2 separate regions of the Gossypium hirsutum genome follow, and region 2 is linked to region 1. The links are chromatin contacts, called in public Hi-C maps. All regions are on one chromosome and are shown on one strand. The core of a region is the stretch at or near the end of the contact, and the rest is flanking DNA. Distances in the headings are between cores, read along the strand shown.

Region 1 (4,914 bases), core at 1,788-4,287:
GAACTTCTAAATAAATTGTTTTAATGAAAGGCCAAAATCTCCCAAAGATGAATAGCATAATTATCCATTCAATACAAATTAAGAAACTAGGGGAGCTTATAAGCTAACCTTTCAAAATAGCATTAGCCATGATTTGGAGATATCAATATCACCATCTCCATCCATCTTTTTCCTATATTAAAGACAAGGCGAAAAGACTTTTAGTAAATAAGGTAAGTGAGGGATAGTAAAGAAGAGAACAAGATACAAAGAGTAAAGAAGATTAAAAATCTAAATAAATAAGATCATATTTTCAATACCTAAATATAACATGCTATCACAAGACACAATAATTCAAATATCTTAAACTTTCATGTTCCAAAAGTCATTTTCTGAGTCCTCACAGGAACTTGGCTTAGAAATATAGACAAGAGGAAAACTTGGGCATCTAAAGCAAAACTGATTTAAAAGGGAATAACAGTCTTTCACTCTCATCACCTACCATCTCCTTCGAGACTCGATTACGTTAGGAAACAGAAGATATATGAATGAAAATTGATACAAAACAAATATGTGGAAAACCAGGGCATCTAAAACAAAACCATTTTAAAAGGGAACAACAGTCTATCATTCTCATCACCTACCATCTCCCCCGAGACTCAATTATTATATGAAACAGAAGATATATGAATGAAAACTGATTAAAAAAAAATAAGCATTTGTTAACCAAGTTAGCAATTGTTTCATGCCCTTTTTTTCTCTTTCTATTTTCTAATATCCAAACATATGGTCAAGCACAAGGTACCAAAAGAATAAACATTTGGAACATTTCATTGATCAAAGTTTTGGAGTCCTCGTCTTATAATTGTGGCCTAAACACCTAACAACCTATCAAGTTGAGAGTGAATGCTGAAAGTCACTTCCATCTTCTATTTAGTTGTAAATATCTACTTACAACATTGAAATACCATTTGATTGCCTCAAGGACTAACATACCATAATATTGATAATCATCCAACTATGGTTTTAAGTTTGCTAACAATTTTTAAGTATCCTTTCCTTCTCGAGTAATCAAAGACTACAAAGCATCAAACCAACAAGAAATGCAGAGTGTTCAAAGAAACCCACCTTGAATCCGGCCTCGTTGTTTAGTGTGATCAACAACTCGTATATCGAAACCACAAAGTACAGTTTACATGAAAAACCCAGAAAACTAGAGAGAAAAAGTGGCTGAGAAAAACATAGATAACCAACATCACATAATTTTCAGACCACAGAGTGTATTCCATCTACTGCTTCTAAAAAATAAGTAGTTCCATAGATCAAAAACACTAATCAATTCACACGATTACTGTCTAGAATCTAAATAACCATATTCAAACAAATAATGTAGCTTGCATTGAAAATGAAGAAAATGAAACAATTAAAAGAACTACTAAAAACTAAATTAATAAAATCAACATCAATTAAAATTCATAGGCTTATTGTAGATGCAATTCTATTAGCTTAACTAAGCATAAAATCAAAACCCATTAAACTCTAATGCAGGAGAAATGTTAATTAATTCATTAAAAATAAAATTCAACATAAAAATGTTACTTAAAACCCAAAAAGCTTAATTGTAACAAGATGTTAATCAAGACATTAGTATTAAAACAACAAAAATAACATTCTCTCATAGACCAAAAACCCAAATTCAAGAACTAAAAACCCTAGACCACCCAGACTCGAAAATCAAAACCCACTTAAAACATACAAATATAAAACAGAGGAAGAAAAAACCGAGAACCAATCAAAATTACATGAAAAAAAGGCATTTTTTAGTGATGTAGACGGCGTGGAGCTAGCGTTTGCCTTTTGTTACTCTGATTTTTTCTCGTCCTTGTTCTTGTCATTTTTATTGTTGATGATGGATTCAGTGGCAGTGAAGTTGGAGTTAGAAGTAGGATAACTAATGGAGTTTTCTGAGAGGGTTCCTTTTGCTGGTTTTACTTCTTCGTTTTGTTAATGATGATTCAGTTTCTTTCATCTTTCTCTTCTTTCCAGAGAAATCTGAGCGTGGGTTTTGTTTTATAGAGTGCATTGATGCAGCTGGTTTTGAGTTGGCGGGAAAATTCAGTTAATATAGCCATGAAAATGGAGGGATTCGGGAAAGGATGGAATTATTGAGGAACCGTTGAAAGCTCTGGACGCTGCTCCAATCCAACAAGTTATTGGATTCCTAAGACACAACCGCCGACATTTTCAAAATCGAATGCTTTTGGGCCAATTTGGTTACCGTATATATGTCAAATGCCAAAGCAAAGCTAAATTCTAAACTATTCTGTTGCCATGGATGAAGCCCAATGTGCTTCAGTTTGTAATATTTGTTGGCTTCTCTCAGTGTTCTTAGCCCACATCTATAATAAAGTTGAGGGTTAATATAATTTTTAATCCCTAAACTTGGTAATTAGGTCTACTTTGATATTTGTATTTTTTTTAGGTTCACTTTGTTATTGAATTTAACAATTAAGTTCATTTTGATCTTTTAACTTAAATTCCATCAAGATGTGAGGACGTGGCACTCTAAGATCGTACCACATCATCATCTAAATATTTTAAAAAAATATTTTTTTTGTATTTTTCAAGTGTGGATGTATCATAATTTCAAAATATTATGTCATCAAACTTTTACATATATGAAATTGAGGCACAAAATTGAACAAAAAGAAACACATCCAAGATATTTGTGTTAAAATCAAAATGAATTTATTAGTTGAGGAGGAATAAACAACTTTGATGTTTGGTGAGCTAATCAAAGAAAATAGTAATTCCCACTGCTGCTAACACCACCACCTGCTCAAAGTGAGAAATATAATTAGCTCCTAGTTTTTTAGTTCAGGTCCAAATGCTAATGGCCCACAGGATCTACGCACATGTCAAAAAAGTAAAGACAGGAACGAAAACCAGCCAACAGGTGAGAAAGCCTCTGGTTTAACTTTATCCAATGTTCCAAGAGATAGTGAAAACCTCAAATCCAGGGGCCACATGCACCGCATTCCCAACAAAAGCACACGTTTCAACATCATCTCACTTTCTCTATAAATTACTTGCCCTCTTCCCTTTCAATCTCAGCTTCACACATAACTAGCAAAAACAGATAGTAACCAGAAAAACATGGAGGCATTTCAGTCTTGGGTTTCAGAACACAAGCTCACTAGCATTGGTCAGTTTAAGATTTAATTCCTTTTGTTTCATTATTTTTTCTGGATGTTCATTTTTTTTGTTGATATGGTGAAATATTGGATCCTGCAGGTGCAGTTTGGGCATCTGCAATTGGGGCATCGTTGGCTTATAACAGCCGTGGAAATAGCCCTCTTAAGCCAAGTCTGAGGCTTATTCATGCAAGGTTTATACCATTTTTCTTTCTGAAACCTGATTAAACTCAGCTTAGCATGCATACTTCTATCAGTATTTTTATGTCAGATACTGCTGATGATGATGATGATGAAAATGTGTTTGATTTGATGTAGGATGCACTCACAAGCCTTAACACTGGCCGTGCTGTCTAGTGCAGCAGCTTACCATTACTATGAAAAAAGTACCAGTAACCAAGAGAAGGTCACCAATGCCTAGACCAGATTCATAGCTCATAATAGCTATATTATGTAACATTGAAATCTTGATTATTAGTGGTTTGATGATGATGAAAAAATCGAAATTAATGATGTATCCTTTCTTTCTTTTTTTCTGAATGCGACCTTTGATTGGTCTTTTATCATTCTACTTTCTAGTTTCTTTTCATAATATCACCAAGTTGAATGAAAGGAATATAACGTACCAGGTTAATTCTAGGCACTTGGATTGGAGTGTGAATAATTTATGCAAGCATTGAAGCAGCTGTATCATTTGTTCCCATAGATGCCATTTCTAATAACAAACCGACAAGAAATGCAGGCAGCAATTGAAAAGAAATAAACAGAAGGGAAAGAATGAATCGATAGAAACCGAAAAAGCAGTGATATCAATCTTTAACTAGAAAAGAAAAAACAAACCAACATTTTCTTCTCAACCCTCATCTTCATTTCTTGGTGAAATAAAGAATAGCTTACAGCAAATATCCATGGTGATCAAAGTTCATGGAATTCCCCTCTCTACATGCACTGCACGCGTCTTGCTTTGCCTATGCGAGAAAGGCCTCCAATACAAGCTTGTCCCGGTCGATGTCGAAAATTCTGCCCACAAAAAACCACCTTATTTATCTCTAAATGTAAGGCTATTAACCATTGGGGTTGATGGGTCAGGTTGGTTTAGGTTGGGTTCAGCTTCATCTCTTATATACTAATTGTTTAAATTCGGCCCAAACATAAACATGATATTTTATCAAATCACCTTCATATTTATAAATAATTAATTTGTTTATAAAATTGTGATTTCCATTTACATATTAAGCAAAATAATCCAAATGTTTTTTTAGTTAATGATAGCCCTTTGGCCAGATACCGGCATTAGAAGATGGACATGTCAAGATCTTTGGTAAGATTCATTAATTCTTTAAAAAATTTGTTTTTTTTGTTGATAATTTGTATGAATTCCATTGAAAACCAGAATCAAGGGCAATATGCAAATACTTGGCACGCAAATATAACGAAACTAGAATCACCATCGATCTTTTGGGTTCAAGTAGTTTAACGGACTCCACCCTTGTGGATACATGGATGGAAGTGGAGTCTCACCAATTCAACCCTCCAACGCAAGCATGCACTCATTCGCTAAATGTTTGTCAATCCAATATACGGGGTCGCCCCTGACGAGAAGATCATCGAGATCGAATTGCGGAACCTAGCCAAAGTTCTCGATGTCTACGAGGAAAGGTTGTCGGAATATAAATATCTCGGAGGAGATTTCTATAGCATGGCCGATTTGCACCATATTCCTTACCTTGTTTATTTCATA
Region 2 (4,914 bases), core at 1,516-4,015, 360 kb after region 1:
ATTAGATGTCTTGCATTGGAGAAGGTCGCTGCATCTCTTGAGCTTCCCTGTAAATATCAAAGTTATGGGTGCGTAGGCATATATCCCTATTACAGCAAACTAAAACATGAGTCCCAGTGTTCATATAGACCATATAGTTGCCCTTATGCTGGGTCAGAATGCACAGTGGTTGGTGATATTCCTTTTCTTGTGGCTCACCTGAAAGATGATCACAAAGTTGACATGCACAGTGGCAGCACCTTCAACCATCGTTATGTCAAATCAAATCCGCATGAGGTTGAAAATGCTACATGGATGTTGACGGTATTATTACCTTCTTCTTGCTTTGTACTTCTTATCATATTTCATTTCTCTCAGAACCTTCTAGAAGAGGAATTATTTTACCATTTCTGCAAAGACAAGAACTGCAAATTTGTTCTTGCATGTCCATCCCGTTCATAAAGGATAAGGATTTTCTATGATCATTACCAATGTGCTGTCATATTGTTCAACCATTGAAAACAGTTATAGAGGGGATCCGAAGCTACCAAAGCGGCTTCAATATACAAAATTGAAGATTGTTATGACATTGGTTTCCGCTCTGAATGGCCATGATTTTTTCAATAGACTGAATATTGTTATTTAGAAGATTTGATTTAACAATTTTGTAAGAGGTAGGGGACTGATTTTTGGATATCTTCTGGATTTTCAGGTTTTCAGTTGCTTTGGTCAGTACTTTTGCCTGCATTTCGAAGCCTTCCAACTTGGGATGGCTCCCGTTTATATAGCATTCTTGCGGTTTATGGGTGATGATAATGAGGCAAAGAACTACAGCTACAGCCTTGAGGTGGGTGGGAATGGGAGGAAGTTGATTTGGCAAGGGGTTCCAAGAAGCATACGAGACAGTCATCGAAAGGTTCGTGACAGTTTCGACGGTCTCATCATCCAACGCAACATGGCATTGTTCTTCTCGGGAGGAGACAGAAAGGAGTTGAAGCTTAGAGTAACAGGAAGGATATGGAAAGAGCAGTGATTGGGCTGTTTCCTTGATTCTATTTTGTGGTAATAGACAGTAGATCGGTTACTTTGGGTACGTTTTACGGGTCTTCTGCTCATTTATTTCTTGGTTTGATTTTTTTTTTTTGGGGGGGGGGGGCAAGCTCTCTTTGCTTATCCATGCATCAAATACATGAATTGAAAGATGTTAAGTTTAATGCCTGAAAATCTAGTTTCTACCTACAATCAATTTAGAGAATAGAAATTGCAGATTTACATCTTACAAAGTGCCTTCTTTCTTTATACCCCTTGTTATTATGGAATTTCAGATTATTTAATTCAACTATCGTTGATCAACGCTCACAAATATCTGTCGTTTTGTATATAATCGCAGCTTTCTTATGATTCTGAAAAAGATTAATGTAGGTGTTTGAGCTACGCCACAAATTATTCAGTTATGCTTTTTTTCTATAAAAAAAGATTCCTATTGGCTGAAAGTCTTCACAAAACCCTTAAATCAGCTAAAAATAGCTAATTATTCAGTTTTAGCTGAATTAACCTCTGAAATAAAATTTAATTCGCTTTAACTGATTAATAAATAATTTTCTGATTTGATTAATAGGAAAAATAAATAAATTACACCCGTAATCACTTAACTTTAATTAAAATAACAAAATAATTATTAACGTTATCGAAAAATGACAAATCATCAATCACCCACTAACATAGAGAAAGTTGGAAACTTAGGATCAAGAAATTAAAATGAGAAAAAGGAACTAAAACCAAGAAATGACTTGCTTGGCTGATTCGATTTTCATCAATTTATGACAAACCCATTATTTAAACAAAGCAAAATAGAAACAAATTCTTATGACCAACATCAACAATGGAAACCAGAAACGGTCACAATTTCACAACAAATCACAAGAATAAACTAAGTAACTAAACATCATTTTTTTCAAAATTTCCTTCCCCTTCCTTCTAGAAAATTAAACACAAAAAATCAATAGAATATACTCACACATATGAATGCGGAAAGAAAAGGGAAAAGGGAACACTATTTCTGGCAGTGAGTTAAGGTTTTTCTTTTGGGATTTGAATATTGTTGTCAAATTTGAGAATTGTGACCGGTGGGTGTTGCAACGAACCTCTGAAGCTATAGTGACATAATCACGGTCGACATCTTCATTTTTTCTCTCCTTCTTTTACTATCCAACCCAGCTAGGGTTCTTAAACTGGAACCGTTTACACCGTGGAATGATAGGTCAGTTTTCCGTTACAGACTTAACCAAAATGGTAATTAATTACAGGTTTCTTATTTTTTTAAAATTTGATGATTGAATTGTAACATTTCAAAGCTCAATATTTATTCTGTTATTTTAATCAAAGTTGAGTGACTGTCGATATACTTTACCCTAAAAAAATTGTAAAATGTTAAATTACTAAAAACAAACCATTTATATAGGCCCACATGAACTTAACATGTAAATAAAAAAGCTTTCTAAAAAACTAAAAGCCCATTTAGGTATGAATTACAAAAAAAAAAAAGGTTAACATGGATATAAGTTGAAGTTAAGAATTTATTAAAGTAAAAATTAAAATATTAAAGGTTTTAGGAATTTTTAGTATATAAAAAATATATGTAAAAGTTTCTACTATTGGTTAATTCAATGGTAGAAGAATCAATCAATTTTAAAAGCTTAACCCAAATCCCCAAATCCCCAAAGGCCCAGCCCATGTTTTAAGCCCTAATTTGATTTTAATTTCGCTCTCTTGTAAATAAAGTTTCTCCCCAGAAAACTGAAAAATCCCAATTTCAAACGCTCTCCAAAATCCCCCCAATTTCCTCTTCTCTGAAAATTAAAAATAAAATAAAAATTGAAGTGCAGTGCAGTTAAGTTACACACTTCCAATTCATCAAAGAAGAAGACGAGTGAAAACGAAAGGCACATGCTTTAAAATGGCAGCCTCATCGCCATCGGCGTCGAAAAGCACCTCCGACGCAACCACCACCACGACAACTACGACGGCTGCAGCGACGACGCCGCTGCCTCATCCTTCTCCGCCGTTTCAGCGTATGGATACGCTGCCTAAGACACAACGTGGGCTTAATAAGCCTAAATGTATTCAATGTGGCAATGTTGCCCGTTCCAGGTAAAAGGAGAAAATATCTTTCGTTCTCCTTTTATTTCTTTGTTTAAAATTTATCTTCATGTGTAGTTATGGGATTTCGTTCTTTTTTGTTTCATTTCTTTTTGTGGAAAATTTCCCCCCAAAAGAACAAATGTTATAATTATCCAATGAAATAGCAGGATACACTTAGTTCGAATTTAGACTCCAAATTTATTATAATATGGATGTCAATTGTTGTTATCTGGTTTTTGTTTGGTCAAAAGTTCCCGGAAAATATATGCTATAAACCGTGGTAAATTTTGTTAACTCTGTAAATAAGTTTAGATATTTGATTAGTTTAATCCATTTGAGGAAGTTCTAAAAACTTCATTGCTGGTGTTTGAAAACAGTACTTCCTTTTAGTGGTTCATTGAGCTTGAAAAGTTCTCCCATCAAATCAATCTTATTATTTTGATTTCTTTTGCAGGTGCCCCTATCGTTCGTGCAAGAGTTGTTGCTCAAAAGCGCAAAATCCGTGTCATATTCATGGTATGCCGAGCAAACTTGAAAGATGAGAGTTTATTTTGGTTAAATTCTAGTCGTTTTGGTAATCAAATGATATCCCATTTTGTGGTTACTTATAAAGAAGTGGGAGTTTTAATGTGAGTGATATGAACTAAATTTCATGTTGGACATGGCTAGAATGGATTTTATCTTGAAAATGAGTTTTGCTCTGGTTATTGTCTAAAATGTCAGTCATTTTAGTAATAGGGTGATATTTGATTTTGTGGTCACTTACAAAGAAGTGAAAGTTTTAATGTCATTGGGTGATTATAAAGTAAAAATGTATAATTCATGTTGGACATGTTTAGAATGGAATTTATCTTGAAAATGAGCTTAATTTGGTTATTGTTAAATGTCAGTCATTTTGGTAACCGGATGATAACCCTTTTTGTAATTACTTATAAAGAAGAAACTAGAGTTTTAAGGTCAGTGGGTAATATGAAGTAAATTTCATGTTGGACATGATTAGAATGGATATGATCTTGAAAATGGGCTTACTTTGGTTATTGTCAAATGTCAGTCATTTGAGTAACCAGATGATACCTGGATTTGTGGTTACTTATAAAGAAGAGTTTTAAGGTCAGCGGGTGATATTTAAGTAAATTTCATGTTGGACATGTTTACTACGGATATGATCTTGAAAACGAGTCTACTTTGGTTATCGTCAAATGTCAGTTATTTTGGTAACCTGACGATATCTAATTTTGTGGTTACTTATAAAGAAGTGGAAGTTTTAAGGTAAATGGGTGATTTAAAGTAAATTTTATGTTGGCCATAGTTAGAATGGACATCATCTTGAAACAAATTATAAAGATTTCAGGATTCTCGGTAATCGTCTAGTTGATTCACTCCTTTTGGGCATGTTGCGATTCCAGGGGGTGACTTTCACTATTATGAGCTGCTTATTTCACAAGATAAAATGTTTTAATTTTGTTGGAATGGTAATTTATTCTATTGAAAGGTTAACAATATGCTGAGATTAGGTTTAAGTTTGTTCTAAAAGCATGCTTAGTTAAGGTGTTCATTGACCAGATTATGAAACCCGGTCCATAACTTAAAGGAAAATGGGATATTTTTTATGCGGGAATTGTCACTGAAGGGGTTTAGTAGTTTCCTTTGATCGGGATAAAAACGCAGAAATTGTTCTTAATACTTGAGAGTAAATATTGTTAAGGAATGAAGCAATGAACAAAATAAATGACTCAATTCCTGATTTATATTGTAATTGCAGTTTTAAAGTCAAATTCAGCCTTTCTAGAGAAG

Evidence for each region. A called contact is a pair of places that touch in the nucleus more often than the background predicts.
Region 2: a Hi-C map of leaf shows a contact between it and region 1, with 1.8 times the contacts expected there. The contact joins the promoter of LOC121207578 here to the promoter of LOC107896437 in region 1. A contact is called at or near these places in 2 of 34 Hi-C or Micro-C datasets (hypocotyl and leaf).

The regions. Positions count from the first base shown.
Region 1 is chrA10:104,538,039-104,542,952 of Gossypium_hirsutum_v2.1, forward strand. It overlaps LOC107896437, which reads left to right and starts at 3,038. Exons shown (of 3, transcript XM_016821602.2): 1 at 3,038-3,184; 2 at 3,274-3,367; 3 at 3,492-3,739. The coding sequence starts at 3,136. The coding sequence ends at 3,594. LOC121207573 (a long non-coding RNA gene) reads right to left here and starts at 2,199. Exons shown (of 2, transcript XR_005902655.1): 1 at 109-2,199. LOC121207575 (a long non-coding RNA gene) reads right to left here and starts at 4,739. Exons shown (of 3, transcript XR_005902656.1): 1 at 3,800-4,739; 2 at 2,895-3,105; 3 at 2,649-2,814.
Region 2 is chrA10:104,901,161-104,906,074 of Gossypium_hirsutum_v2.1, forward strand. LOC121207578 reads left to right here and starts at 2,766. Exons shown (of 5, transcript XM_041077907.1): 1 at 2,766-3,129; 2 at 3,575-3,636; 3 at 4,883-4,914. The coding sequence starts at 2,936. LOC107916315 (E3 ubiquitin-protein ligase DIS1) reads left to right here. Exons shown (of 5, transcript XM_016845510.2): 4 at 1-303; 5 at 692-1,258. The coding sequence ends at 1,012.